3 separate regions of the Sus scrofa genome follow, and all the other regions are linked to region 3. A link is a contact called in public HiChIP or PLAC-seq data. All regions are on one chromosome and are shown on one strand. Each heading gives the region's core, a stretch centred on a gene start, on an enhancer-like site or on the middle of the called end of the contact. The rest is flanking DNA. Distances are from core to core; before and after follow the strand shown.

Region 1 (4,581 bases), core at 1,462-3,961, 180 kb before region 3:
TTTCTTCCTGGGATGGTCTCTTTGACAGACAAGCCCTCAGTCAGCTAATCAAGGAGTTCCCGTCGTGGCGCAGTGGCTAACGAATTTGACTAGGAACCATGAGGTTGCAGGTTGATCCCTGGCCTTGCCAGTGGGTTAAGGATCCGGCGTTGCTGTGAGCTGTGGTGTAGGCCAGCAGCAACAGCTCTGATTAGACCCCAGCCTGGGACCCTCCATATGCCGCGGGAGCGGCCCTAGAAAAGGCAAAAAAAACCAAAAACAAAAAAAACCCTCAGCTAATCCATCCCACTGTCTCGACCTTATATTGGGAAATTCAACTTCCTAATAGATGGACATTTCCAGTTCTTGATTCTCTCCTGTCCCTGTCCTCCATTTATGCTTAGATAGCCATGGAAATGGAGCAGAGTCGGAAGCATCAGACTTCCGATGTAGACTTTACTGATTGGGAATCAGGAGTTGGCTTAGTTAGATGTTAGCTTGTTTTCTTTTTTTGAAGAAAAATGTGTGTGTGTGGAAGGTAGAGTGTGACTTAAATCGTGAAATGTCTGTTTGAGAGCGTAACTTAAAAATGCAACTTACGGAGTTCCTGTGGTAGCTCATTGGTAATCAACCTGCCTAATATCCATGAGGACGTGGGTTGGATCCCTGACCTTGCTCAGTGGATTAAGGATTCAGCATTGCCATGAGCTGTGGTGTAGGTTGCAGACACAGCTCAGATCCTGTGTTGCTGTGGCTGTGATGTAGGCCGGCAGCTGCAGCTCTGATTCGACCACTAGCCTGGGAACTTGCATATGCTGTGAATGTGACCCTAAAAGGACCAAAAAAAAAAAAAAAAAAAAAAAAAAAAAAAAAAAACCTCTTACACCAACAATTGTTATGTTAATGATATATTTACTAGGCCAAAATAAAACTTTTGGGATTTTATGCCTTTCACAGCAATCCAGCTTTTTAAGGGTAGAATTCAGACAGGCTTCAAGGCAGTGAATGAGTTAAGTTTTATTAAACCTGCATTTAGAGATGACATCAGTTAGTGCTCATGATGTGTCACCTCCTATGACCATTTTTAAATGGGTGACGGGCAACATGTTATGACATTGGTCATAGATGAATGCTACCTAAACCTAGATTTTTCTTCAGCTATAACATCAACATTGATTCACATTCTTTGGCTACAGTTCAGTCATTTGAGAAAAGATCGAGAGGCTTTTTAGAAGAACAGCTCATGTACACGTACTGTCTTCTCTAAATACTGAACCATTTCACACCAGGAATGTAAGTTTTGCAGTTAAAAGTCCATTCCATAGTAATTAGTATTACCACAGCATTAAAAAAAAAAAGAATTTACCAAGAATAAAAAAAGGGGGGAGCAGCTAGGGAATGAGGAACAGTCTGGGGTTCTGTTGCTCCTCTGGGTCTGGCAGAGGCTCTGGGCAGCAGGCTTCAGAGCTGGATCAAGGCTGCACCCTAGTTTCTTAACCGTTGGACAGAGATGGAGATATCGGGCCTAAAATCTGGTCCTTGCCCAAAGCCAAATTAGTGTTAGGCAGTATTTCTGTTTGGAACACATTTGTCCTTATTTTCCCTTTTCTCTGCTTGCCTACTGGAAGGGAGAAAAATAATCAGAGGTAGCGCCTGGGTGGAGCCACCCTTTGATCTCAAGGTCCCTGGGTTGAGAGCTCTTGGGCAGGCGGAGGAGGGGGTGGGCCGCAGCTGCTTTTTGTCCTGTGCACGCCCCCCAGGTTCCCTTCCTTCCTCTTCACATGTCCGAAGAGCAAGGAGAAGCCCAGTTGCTGAGCTCGGAGGGGAGGACATAGCTGGTTGGGATGCTGTGACACTGTCAGCAGCAGCTGTGTCCTTTTGTGGGAAGGTGTTGCAGCACATTCCTGGAAGGTGTGGGATGAAAAATAACCCACCTTGGAGTTTGTTATTTGTATGACACTGACATGCGTGCCCCTGAGCTGGGCTGTGCTCAAGTGGGAGGATGCAAGATTCTGGCGAGGATGGATGGGGAGGAGATCGAAGCCTCGGGCTCCATCAGAACGGGAGTCAGCCTCCAGGGGAGCAGAGACCCAACCCTTTGGCGTGGATCTGTAATGGTCCCCAGGTGAATGAGAAAGGATCTTGGTCAATTACGGGAGAATGGAGAAAGCCAGCCAGCCAGCTAGCTTGATTCCTCCTCGGAGAAATAAAACTTGCCACGTGGTCTCCCTCTTCGCCCTGCTGGGGGTGTGGACGAAGCAGTGTGGGGGACGTGGGAGGTTTTCTGCTGGAGTTGATTGAAAAAACAGCTGCCCTCCTCCGCATCCCGCCCCCCCCCCCCCCAGCCCCATCCTTTCTATGGCAGGATGTAACTATGCTGTAAACTTTGGCAGGGGTAAAGCATGCTAATACTTTTTGAAACAGGAATCTTTTTTTTTTTTTTTTTGGCATGGACCTGTTAGGTTAAAGCTGGGACGGTGGTGGGGAGAGAGCTTAGATAAACTTTGATAGAGTCATTCAAGGAATGATTTGTATTCATCCAGAAAAGGGTCAGAGTTCAGTGGGTTTGAGTCTAAAAGAGCCAGAGTAAGATAAGGTAAGGAGCCAGTGTTTTGGAAGTGGCAACGTGCAGGCCAGGACTTGAAAGAAAGCATGTTTGCAGCCCTTCCTTTATTATCATAACCTCTTGAGCAGAACACGCCGTTGGAAACGACAGTAAATGCTTCGCGGCGGATAAGCTGATGACCTAGTTTTTTGACCAAGGGCTCTTTGGGGATCTAACGGCACCGGGAAGAGCTGAGCAGCTTGGACACCGTTGGCCAGAAGTTCTGTGCACCTCAGGAGCCGGGGGCTAATTAGAACCCCGAGACATGGAGCAGCAGCTGTTTTATGGTGTGAACTTTTGCACAGAGGATTTCACGAGGCTAATTCTCCTTGGAAGTCTGTGTGCAAAGTGGTTCTTTCCTGGCTGTTGCTTCATTCTTCTTTGGAGGCCTGTTTTCACTGAGGGAACGTTTGGTGCCAAACCGAGCAATGACCTTCGGGTGCCTGGAGCTGCTGCTGCTGCCGGGCCTGGCCCAGTGGGGCTGGGCCGGGCTGGGGAGGGGTGGGGTCCTTGGGCGCAGAACTGAATGGGGCGGAGGGAGGGTCGTCGTAAGCTTTTCTGGCTCTGGAGGCCTCCCACAGCTTTGGCCTGGAGGGGAGGCCCAGGAACCAAAGAGAAGAAGTGGAGGGTGCCTTGTCGGCTTGGCCCCTCCCTCCTTCCTTCTCTGCCTCTGAACTCTTGGACCCGCTCTCATCCTGTCCCCTGCCTCGTTTAAACCTGAACGCGCTATTTTTTTGTTCCACTTCATGTGTGAGGAGATATTTTTCAGGGCAAAACTTGAGAAATAAGTGAAAAAGTGTCTAGGGTTCACCATAGAGTAGGCATCATTTCTCCCCTCTCCTCCTCTTCCCCTCCTGCCTTCCTCCACAGCGTTTTTTTCTATCCTCCTGCGTGTATTTGCTTTTACCGTGGAACTACTAGACAGAGATGTTTTAGAAAGTAAAATCACTCCCTAAAAAATGCCGTTGAAGACGTGATAGTCTGGGATCCATGCGAAAATGCATTATTAAAAAGGGCTAGGAGGAGTTCCTGTCGTGGCGCAGTGGTTAGCGAATCCGACTAGGAACCATGAGGTTGCGGGTTCGATCCCTGCCCTTGCTCAGTGGCTTAAGGTAAGGATCCGGCGTTGCCGTAAGCTGTGGTGTAGGTCGCAGACGCGGTTCGGATCCTGCGTTGCTGTGGCTCTGGCGTAGGCCGGTGGCTACAGCTCCGATTCGACCCCTAGCCTGGGAACCTCCATATGCCGCAGGAGTGGCCCAAGAATTAGCAAAAAGACAAAAAAAAAAAAAGGGCTGAAGTTCCTATCAGTTAGAATATCAGTTATCTAACTGATTAATAAAAGTTGCTTAAATGATTATGATTACAGAATACTCTAAATCTTGGTATGGTGTGTTTCTTTTTTTAGGAATGCACATCTTAGAGACCTTGAAAGATAAACATACTTTCCTCTTTTGTAGACACAAGAAATCTTTAAAAGGGAAAAAAAATGACGATATCCCCATCATACAACAATATAAATAATTATATATGTTTAAGTGTACGAGAGGAATATTGCACATTAAAACTGTTTAGGAGTTATTTTTAATTCATATTTAAGTTTGATTTACATTAGAAAATATGAAAGGAATATAAGATTGCAGATAAATGTCCAATAAACAACCTATGTTGGGAGGTCCCCTTGGGGCTCAGTGAGTTAACAACCTGACCAATATCCATGAGGATTCAGGTTCGATCCCTGTCCTCACTCAGTGGGTTAAGGATCTGATGTTGCCATGAGCTGTGGTGTAGGTTGCAGATGTGGCTCAGATCTGGTATTGCTGTGGCTATGGCATAGGCCGGCAGCCGCAGCTCTGATCGAATCCCTAGCCTGGGAACCCCTACCCTGAGGGTGTGGCCCTAAAAAGCCAAAAAAAAAAAAAAAAACCAAACCTCAGAAACAAACAAACCAAGAAAACCCATGTAAAAATGTACTTTTAAATATTGAAAAGGAACTATGC
Region 2 (4,372 bases), core at 164-2,663, 140 kb before region 3:
AGAGCGTTTTGAAAGAGTATTCCATTTCTCATGTGTTCAGAGTCGTTTTGGCCTTCACTTGAGAGCTGCAATAATCAACCACAAGTATTCAGCCTGTCTTGTCTTACTGCTTCAAAGTGAGACAGGCACGTTTCAACACCTGGGCACCAACAGTTGACATCTGCCCACATTAAGTGTTAGGGCAGTAGATGGGAATTTCTTCTTGTCAGCCTTTAAATGTCTTAGGATACTTGGAGCCAGAGTTGGCACTTCTGGGTATGGGAGGGATGTGGCTGGGTAATGAAAGGGACTTTAAAATTTTTCTTAAATCCTAATTTTATTTCTCTATCTCTGATAGCCTTGAAGTTCAATCTAAGCCACCCTGCTCTTCCCTTTAATGTATGTTTGCTCATCTGGCGGCTTGGTGGTGTTTCACCTGGGGGATTGCACTTGTGGTGTGTCCAGGCTGTGTGTGTGTAAAATGCAATAGCATTCTTGCTATGCAGGAGTGGAATTCTTAGAAGGAAAGTCACTGCCCGAGCATCTCTTTGACCCCTGCGCATTGATTTGTGACCCCTGGAACGGTTGACAATCCTGCATCCCTACTGGTTCACGCTGATTGGGGGAGGCATATGGTGTTTCGATTAACCTTTGGGAAGCCTTTCATATAAATCCAGCTTTGTGCTTTCTTTCTTTTTTCTTTTTTTAAATGAAATATAGAACTGTCCTTTTGAGGGAAAGCCATGATTCTTTATCATATATTTTGGCTAGCATAATCTTCTCCTTGTTGTAGTTAACTTTGCTTATGACTAACCATGCACTCCTTTGTCAATGTACTCTTAGGTAGAATTTCCAAATATTATGTACAGATTTTATATAAATTCGCTCTATAACCCTCGAAGCTGTGAAAGTGAATCTAAGAGTTGACTCCATCACTGGTACAATGGCAGTCCCAGATTATCATAGGCACGCTATGGATAAATTGCTTGGATTAGCAAAATCCTGGCAAGCAGGTGTAACTGACTTCTGCCACGCAATTGAGCCTTCCTTATGGGGAGCTGCTGCACTCCTTTTCAGAGTTTATCTCTCTTTTTAGCAAGGTTAGAAACCATAGACTGCAGGGCCTTTAGGGTCAAAGGGGAAAGAGAAAGACAATGGGCCCTATTCATTCTTATGAAGCTCTAATGAATCATAGAGATAGTCTGTTGTTTTCCAGGTTAGAGCTCTTTCCCTGACAGGCTTTAATTATCTGAGAGCTGAAGCAAGAAGTGATAAAAACATGCAAAAGCCTTTCAGGAACAGGTTTTTGAAGATGAGTCACCCAAGTCGGTGTTCGGCTCAGCCCGTTTTGCAAGGGGCGGGCTCCCTCTTCCTGCTTGCCACTCTATCACGTGACAGCTGTGGACCCACTAAAGGAAAGAAACGATCATTCACCAGCAGGAAACTTAATCCCGGGCAGGTGCAGCTTGAGTAACGGCTATGGGCCTGGAGGTCGGCATGGTTGGGAGGCCTAAACTTTTGCAGATGGTCTGAGTGGGAGGAGGGAGACGCAGTGGCCCTTCTCCCATCTGCAGCCCCCAGCCCACCCTCTCCTCCGGGATGGTGCTGCCATTTCTCCCTGTACTGTTGAACTTTTGAACTCAAGTTCAGTGCAGCGTTTAGGATGTTTGTTTTATAGCCTTCAGATAAAGCAGGAGCAGATTTTAAGGAAACAGTAGACAGATGCATTTTCCTTTTTCCTCCAGTGAGGGTGGTGATCTAATTAGAAGTCAGTGTTGGAGCAGCTTCCTTTGTATGGGCTTTGGGTTGTCTATTTCTAAAGGATGCTGGTGGACGTGAACAAAAGCCGGATGTTGTACTGAACAAGTGCCCTGCGTTAGATACGTCTGGAGTTCCACGCCACACTTTTCCTCTGCAGACCCGACGAGATCCTGCCCGGTGTTATGACTCCTTATTTTCACAGAGCCATTGTTTTCACTCTCTAATGGTGTCCCCCTGCCAAGACGACTCAGCTGTAAAAAATAAATAAAAATAAAGTGACATGTGACCCTTTGCAACAACGGATTGGAGGGTGTTAGGCTTTGTGAAATAAGTCAGAGAAAGGTAAATACTGTACGATATCACCGATACGTGGAATCTAAACAAATAAACAGAGTGACTGTAACGACAGACTCATAGACAAAGAGAACAAATTGGTGACTACCTGTGGGCAAAGGGAAGAGAGGAAGGAGCCAGATGGGGTAGAGATGTGAGGTACAAACCACTGTGTATACAATAAATAGGCTGTAAGTATATATTGTCGAGCACAGGGAATACAGCCAATGTAGTATAACTGTAAATGAAATATGCTCTATACAATTTTGAATCATTATATTTTACATCTGAAACTAATCATTGTAAATCAACTGTACCTCAACGAAAAATAGTATCCCTCTGCCATTTTGCCTCCTATCCCTCACTGATGGCTGCTTTTCTATTTATATTGCTTGGAACTAATGGAGAGTCCAGGTGCAGAAGCGCGTCACACCCAAGGGCTTGGGTGCTTGGAAAACCATAACAATGTTAAGAGGATCAGCAGTCATCCTCCTGGGGGGTGGGGGGAGGTGAGTCTCAAAAAAACCCACATAGCGAGTGGTCAAGGGCTATAAAAAGTATAAGATGTATAGACTTGTAGGGATAAGAGTAACATTTTCTCAGTTGCCACCTAATTTATTGAAAACTGTGATTTGGGGGAGAGTGTAGAATATTTGCTAAACTAATCCATTCCTCTGAATAGCTCCCTCATCTCTTGTGGCTTGGCAGCTAAAACTTAGAAATCCACAATTACACTGTATAGATGAGCCTGGTTCTATATTTAGTGTTTAATCTCTGCACTCAAGAGTTGCATATGGCCATGAGCACCCACTTAAGAGCTAAAAATGTAAGTTACTGCCCACTTTGTCCTGAATTGGAATCGTACATAATTACTCTATGCTTTAAAAAAATCTCCCTTGAGGGAAAGAGTTCCAAATCAAGTTAGTGGGCAGTCCCCAATAGGAAGCCAAGAGTCAGTTAGTCCTTGGAGGAAGCTAAGTAAATACTTGTTGAACAAATAACCAGGAAGAATTCACACCCCTCATTGCTTAATGGAAAGTAAAATGGTGAGTCCAGAAGTTCAAGAATCATCTTAGAAGTAAACACTCATCATGAAATAGGCATAGACTATCTAGAAGCAGTAACTGGTGGGCTAGGCTGTAAGAACTAGTAAAAATAGAAACTGGCAAGTCCCGTGGTTCCCAAACCTGGCTGTTGATCAGAGTCATCTCATGAGCTCTTAAAACACAAAAGCAAGCAAACAAAACCCACCAATTTCCAGGCCTCATCTTCAGAGTCTCTCCCACGCAGCCAAGGAACTTTTGTTCCTACTGAGGTTGAGTAAGGGATCTGTGGATGGGAGGTGATTCGGGGAGAGTGTAAACCAGAGACATGGCAAGACTGCCAGCACACAGTAAAAGAATGACACCGTCTTCTCAGTTTGTTTTAAATTGGCTCAGCAAACATTGATGGAACATAACACATTGCATCATGTCTTGTGATAGAAGTACGCAAAGCCAAACTCACTGCTGCTGATGGGCTCACAGATTTATCTTGGATGGGATCACCCACGCCTTATGTGGTGGACTTCTGAGCACAGTAGCTGCAGGAACCGAGAGAAGGTGTAACTAAGAGCCACGTGTGAAGAAGTCTTCACAGGCAGGTGCTCTGGAAACTGGCATCCTGGAAAGAGCAGAGTTGTTCCAAGAGTAGGGAGGCTAAAAGGGGAGCTTAGGAAGATGGAAGATCAAAGAGCTTGAGCACAGAGCAGGAAGAGCCAAGGGTGTTGGGTTTGGGGACTGGTGAAGACAGCATGACTGCAGGTGCAAATACCTTTGCTAGACAAAGGTCTTGGGATTTTCTACAAGAAGGGACACTTGCCCCCACCTCCAGAAGGAGAGGGAAAGACACGTGGGTTCTGCCTCCAGCAGAACGGAAGCCCTCTGAGGACGGGGGAACTTACCTTCCAGAGGTTACTCTCATTCTTGGCAGCATGCAGGAGGCATGGGGAACTAGTCTCTGGCTAATGAAAAGACGTTTAATACATGCCTCGTTAAGCAGAAAAATCAGTTTCTCCAAGAATGCTTGTATGTTTCTTCTTCTTTTAATAAAGACAAAAATAAATTAGGGGGATAAAAATAATTAAGGGCAATCTGCTAGCTCTCCATTTTTTTCCCCCTGTGATGCTTCTTCCCTTCTTTTCATAACTCACTGTTGGATGGCTCTCTTCCTCGACCCCAGGCTCTTGCGATAACATGAAAGTAAGTGTAGCTCATAGAACCAAGAGGATTTAGAACAAGGCAGTTTTCCTTGACACACC
Region 3 (4,751 bases), core at 1,849-4,348:
CTATGACTGTAACAAATTGCCACAAGCTTGGTGGCTTACAGCAACAAATCGAGGTGTTCACAGGGCCATGTGCCTTCTGGAGGCCTAGCACAGAACCTGTTGCTTGTATTTTCTGGTGTCTAGCAGCTACTGAGATTCCCTAGCTTGAGGCTGCATCACTCCAGTATCTGCCTCCATGGTCTGAATGCCTTTCCTTCTTCTGTCTGTGGTCAAATTCCCCTCTACCTCCCTCTTATAAGCATACCTGTGCTTGCATTTAAGACTCAACTGGATAATCCAGAATAATCTCTGCATCTCAGGATCCCTAATTTAATTGCGTTGGCAGTCTCTTTGCCATACAAGGTAGCACTTACAGGTTCCAGGGATAAAGGGCCTGTTATTTTTGTAGGCTGTTAGTCATACTATGACACTATGCTTTACCCACCTAGCTTGGGCCTGCCCCTTCTCCTGGAAGCCCTGGTCCCAACCATTCCTGAGTCATGGTTATGCTTGCCAAGCCCATTGGCTTCTCTGCCTCTTTATCTGTTGCGCCTCCACCAAGAGAATTGGCCTCAGCAATGCTGTCGGTGTCCCTAGGGTCTGCCTCAGGCCAGGGGCTGGTGCCACCTCTCCTGCCCCTGTCTGTTTTACCTTAGTCTTGTACACTGAGTTACAGAAAATACCAAGTCCCTTTTCAGAAATACTCTGTGATGCTCTCTTTCTCTTATCCTACAAAGCCTTGCAGTCAAGCCCTCCCAGTCTCCATTGTGCTTCCTTTAAGGAGGGCCTATTTGAGACACACCCTGACATAGGGGCTGCTATTTGCTTATTGAGAAAGCCCTGTGCCCTTCTTCTGTAGTTGGTGTTTGTGTTCATTTTGTAAGGTCCTGTTCCAGTGTCAGATTCTTTGAAGCTTTCCTGAACCTCCCCCCCAACCCTCCATGCAGAATTAATTACTTCTTTCCTCTGTTCCTCCAAAGCACTCTGTTTGTACTTGATTCTAACCCACACTGTTTTCTCCTTTATCGTGTCTGTCTGCTCCTTGCCAGACTTTGAGGTTCATTAGAGCCAGGAATAGGATATTGCTTATCTTTTTTAATTTTAACCTGACACATGGCCCACAATAAGTGTTTAATGTAATACTGTATAATAGAATAAATGTGTATTGAATCCATTCAAATATCAAATTTTCCATAACATTTAATACTTTTCTCCCGATTTCCTTGTGAACCCCAAAGTAATTGTTTTCTAGAGGTGGCAATGTAAAATCCATTTTGGCTTTGTTTCTGTTACAAATGGGTCAAAAGTACTCTATGTTTTCTGGGCTCAAATTTCATTCAGTGTGAGGACATCATTACATGTACCCCTCCATGGAACCAACTTAATAAGAGACTTGACTAGCACTGGAAAACTACTAGAATGATGTTGCTTGATTGTCTTTGTGTAGCTCTGAACCTTTAAGCAAGAATTTGGGTTTACGTGTCAGGATTGCATCATTTTTACTTACTGGTGATTTGTCGAAACAGTGTTGTATTTTTTTTCCCCTTTATCTAGATATTTGATTTTGTCTGAGTAGTTGTGAATTTCAGAGTTATTTCCCCCACCTTTTCCCTAGAAGCTGGGGGGTGACGTGGCCTGCCGCCTCCCTGGTCTTAAATGCTGTGTCCTGTGTGGTATCTGCTGTGTTGTATTCCTGGTGTCTGTTTCCTGTTTCTGTAGCCTGGAGCCTCTTAGGAGTTTTGTCGAGGGTGCTGGTATTTTATTAAGTTGCACGTCTTATATTTATGAGAAACTCAAAGGGCTTTGAGGATTTTCTTTTTTGGGATCTAATCTTCTGGCAGCTCTCTGAGGTAGGTAGTGTGAAGCGTTATCTCCATTTTGCAGATGTTATAACAGAGGCATAGCACAACTTGATGCAGGCCCCATAGCAAATCAAGGGCTGAGGGGAAAATGTCTCCTGCGTCTTTCAACCTCCGTTTCAGTGATTGAGATGCCAGATGACTTGATTTTAATTTTTAACACTCCTACCCATTTTGACTTTGCACAGAATATTCTTAACAGCACTTGTGAGGCAGTCAGGGCTCGAACTTTAATACTTTTCTGTCTTTACCGCTTCTCTCATTTTTGTTAACGTTTGCACACACCTGTGTGTGTGTGTTTGATTTAAAAATTACATATGTATATATTTCTTTCAAAAGAATTCGTATACAAAGTTAGGGCCTGCCAGTGGTTATCTGGTCTGGGAACTGCATGTAAATATGGGGTTTCAGCATCATCAGCTTCTCTTGTGCTTTTAACAAACTTGTCAGGTGGACATACTGCATAGATATGAGCCACGGACATGAAAACATTTAAAAATATAACCCGTGACAAGTAATACTGTAAAACTGGATGGCAAGTACTCATTAATATATTCAATGCATGCTTTTTTATTTAGTTAATTCTTCCCCCGTAAATAATAGTATTTCCAGAAGTGAGCTAGCCCCTGATGTAACTTTCATACACTTTTCCTCAAATATGAAGATTTTTTTTTTTTCCACTCAGGATAGTGAATATACCCTTTTGAATTTCACCTTTTTACTGCAGATGGAAGTTCCTGATCGGATTTGCCCAAGTCTTTTTTTTGTCTCCAGGGCTTTGTGTCTGCAGTGTAGGTTGTGTGGCGAGGCTTCAGTCTCCTTGATGACTGCATTTGGAATGCCCCTCTCTTTGGCCAAGTGGCATTAATTATCCTCTTGCTCCTGGAGCACGAAGAACTGTGTGGCGGGGAAGTTTCCCCATAGGGTCCGCCGTCTCTGAGGCACCGTTTCACTGTGTGCTGTGGAATGATGGGGAGGCAGGCTCTGACACAGCTGCCTGAGGAGTCAGCCTGGAGACCTGTGTGTGGTTTCCCTAAGCGGGAGAGGGGATTTAGAGCACCTGGCGTGTGGGGGGGTGGGGGGTGCAACTTGCCAGCCTCCACTTTGTCAGCCTCCCCTCCCACCCCCTGAGCTTCTGAGCACCACCCAGCTGCAGTGCTTTTGCCTTGAAACCATTTGGAGCGGCTGGGACGGAGGCCACCCAGGGCTTCCGCGAGCAGCTGCGGCTGCCTGGCTCCTATTGGCCAGAACAGAGAGCTCCTCACTTATCTGCACTGAGCACGGGTGGCCGCGATCCCTTAGGATAATGCAATTTCTCACTGTCTGGGGGTGGAAGCTATTGTCCTCCTTTCCAGCTTGTTGTTTGAAGTCTTTTGTCAGGCTTCCGGCTTTTGCTGACTCACAACACACACACACACACACACACGCACGCACGCACACACGCACACATGCACACAAACAGAGAAACTCCTTCCCTCCCACCTCACTTCCTTAGCTCCCTCCTTCATCCTCACTTAATAGCTTTTGAAATTACTAAGATAACAACTGTCCCTCCTGCGGGGTGGGTAACAGCTTAAACAGGAAGTAGAAGGAACTGTTCGCACAGGTTCGGGACGTCTGAACGCTTTCTTCAGGGCTTGCTCTTTCCTTGTGACCTCTGCTTTTCTGTCCCTGCCTCCCCTCTGGAAGCGTTCTGGGCTGAGCCCAGAGCCTCAGTGTGGCCAGCGTGTGATTACAGAGGCATAATTCACCTTGGGGTTGGGGGGGGGGGGCTTCTGCAGATGAGTGAGTTGAAGGAGGCCGTTTTTGTTTCCCCGCTAGCAAATTGCCATCTCTAATGAACGTTTTAGGGAGGCAGTTTCTCCACCATCCCCCTGACGGTTGCCGACCTGTAATTAAAAGGAGAGAAGAACTTGATTCCCCATGTGTGCACCTGGGCCCTTTGTGGTGTCTCTTAGCAATATGCCACGAGGACCGACCGGCAGGTGATGGATTTCTAAAGCAGAAAATCAAGCTTCTTCACAATAGAAGCTTACAGTTTTAGAAATCGGGTGGTTACAAGCACTGTCATTTTGCCGACTTTGGCAGGCTGCAGGGAACCCAGTAGCCACGCTGACCGAGGTGCAAAACACAGAGAGTCAGCTTTCCTTCTTAATTACTTTTAAACCACGTTAGCTCCTTTTTAGGGTCAGAACAACAGCTCTCATGCTTCATGGTGGTGGCATTCTTGGTGCAATAAAATAATATTCTTATGTTGCCTTGGCATAAAATAGAACTTTTTGTTAATGGACGAAAAAGTGAGCAAGTGTGTAGGCAGCATCCCCGCCTGGTCGCCTCTTACTTTAGTAAATTGTACTGGTTGTGCACTTGGAACTTTTTGAATGTATTAAACTTCCTATACTGCGTGGGTCACTATTTCACAGCTAGGTAAGTCCCTTAACTGGTAAGGTGCAGCTTTCTCAATAGCATTTTAGACTAAGGTCAAGATACAAAAATAATCTCTATCTTCTATTCAGTTGTCACTAGTTCATGAAAATACTGCCAGAGGACTGGAAGACACAATTTTCTCATGTTTTATGACACAGGCTCCCCAGGGCCCCTGGGCCTAATTTGTTCTTAATAATTTTCAAAAGGGACTCAGGACTCTGTCCTTTAGCTCACCATCACTGTCTGGACTGCCTTAAAGAGAGCTGCAGTTTGATGCAGACACTGGGAGTTTCTAGGCAATGGAAAGTTCTGGAAAGTAGGTCATTTTCCCTCAGTGGTGGGTATGGTGTAAGTGTTAGGTGTTTTTGTGTGTGTGTGTGTGTGTGTGGTGTGGTGTTGGTGTTGACATCTACATATTCAGCTCCTAGTATAGAAATCAGAAGTCTTTCAGTTTCCCCCAGGCTTGTCTCCAAAGCCCATGCCTTG

What was found. HiChIP or PLAC-seq counts read pairs in DNA pulled down with a chosen protein or histone mark.
Region 1: an H3K27ac HiChIP or PLAC-seq map of skeletal muscle shows a contact between it and region 3. The contact joins two enhancer-like sites. A contact is called at or near these places in 1 of 47 Hi-C or Micro-C datasets (skeletal muscle) and 1 of 2 datasets of contacts at active chromatin or transcription factors (skeletal muscle).
Region 2: an H3K27ac HiChIP or PLAC-seq map of skeletal muscle shows a contact between it and region 3. The contact joins two enhancer-like sites. A contact is called at or near these places in 2 of 47 Hi-C or Micro-C datasets (embryonic fibroblasts and skeletal muscle) and 1 of 2 datasets of contacts at active chromatin or transcription factors (skeletal muscle).

Annotation. Positions count from the first base shown.
Region 1 is chr7:17,064,395-17,068,975 of Sscrofa11.1, forward strand. All of the region lies in intron 3 of LOC100512907 (a long non-coding RNA gene), which reads left to right. Among named protein-coding and RNA genes, the nearest start is that of SOX4, 180 kb to the left of the region's middle. Within about 2 kb of position 2,712, at least 19 of the 83 cell types and tissues checked have an H3K27ac peak or open chromatin away from gene starts, as enhancers often do. A contact at or near this core is called in skeletal muscle, where this site is marked.
Region 2 is chr7:17,097,733-17,102,104 of Sscrofa11.1, forward strand. The region is part of intron 3 of LOC100512907 (a long non-coding RNA gene); the gene reads left to right. Among named protein-coding and RNA genes, the nearest start is that of SOX4, 210 kb to the left of the region's middle. Within about 2 kb of position 1,414, at least 22 of the 83 cell types and tissues checked have an H3K27ac peak or open chromatin away from gene starts, as enhancers often do. A contact at or near this core is called in skeletal muscle, where this site is marked.
Region 3 is chr7:17,239,598-17,244,348 of Sscrofa11.1, forward strand. The region is part of intron 5 of LOC100512907 (a long non-coding RNA gene); the gene reads left to right. Among named protein-coding and RNA genes, the nearest start is that of PRL, 220 kb to the right of the region's middle. Within about 2 kb of position 3,099, at least 38 of the 83 cell types and tissues checked have an H3K27ac peak or open chromatin away from gene starts, as enhancers often do. A contact at or near this core is called in skeletal muscle, where this site is marked.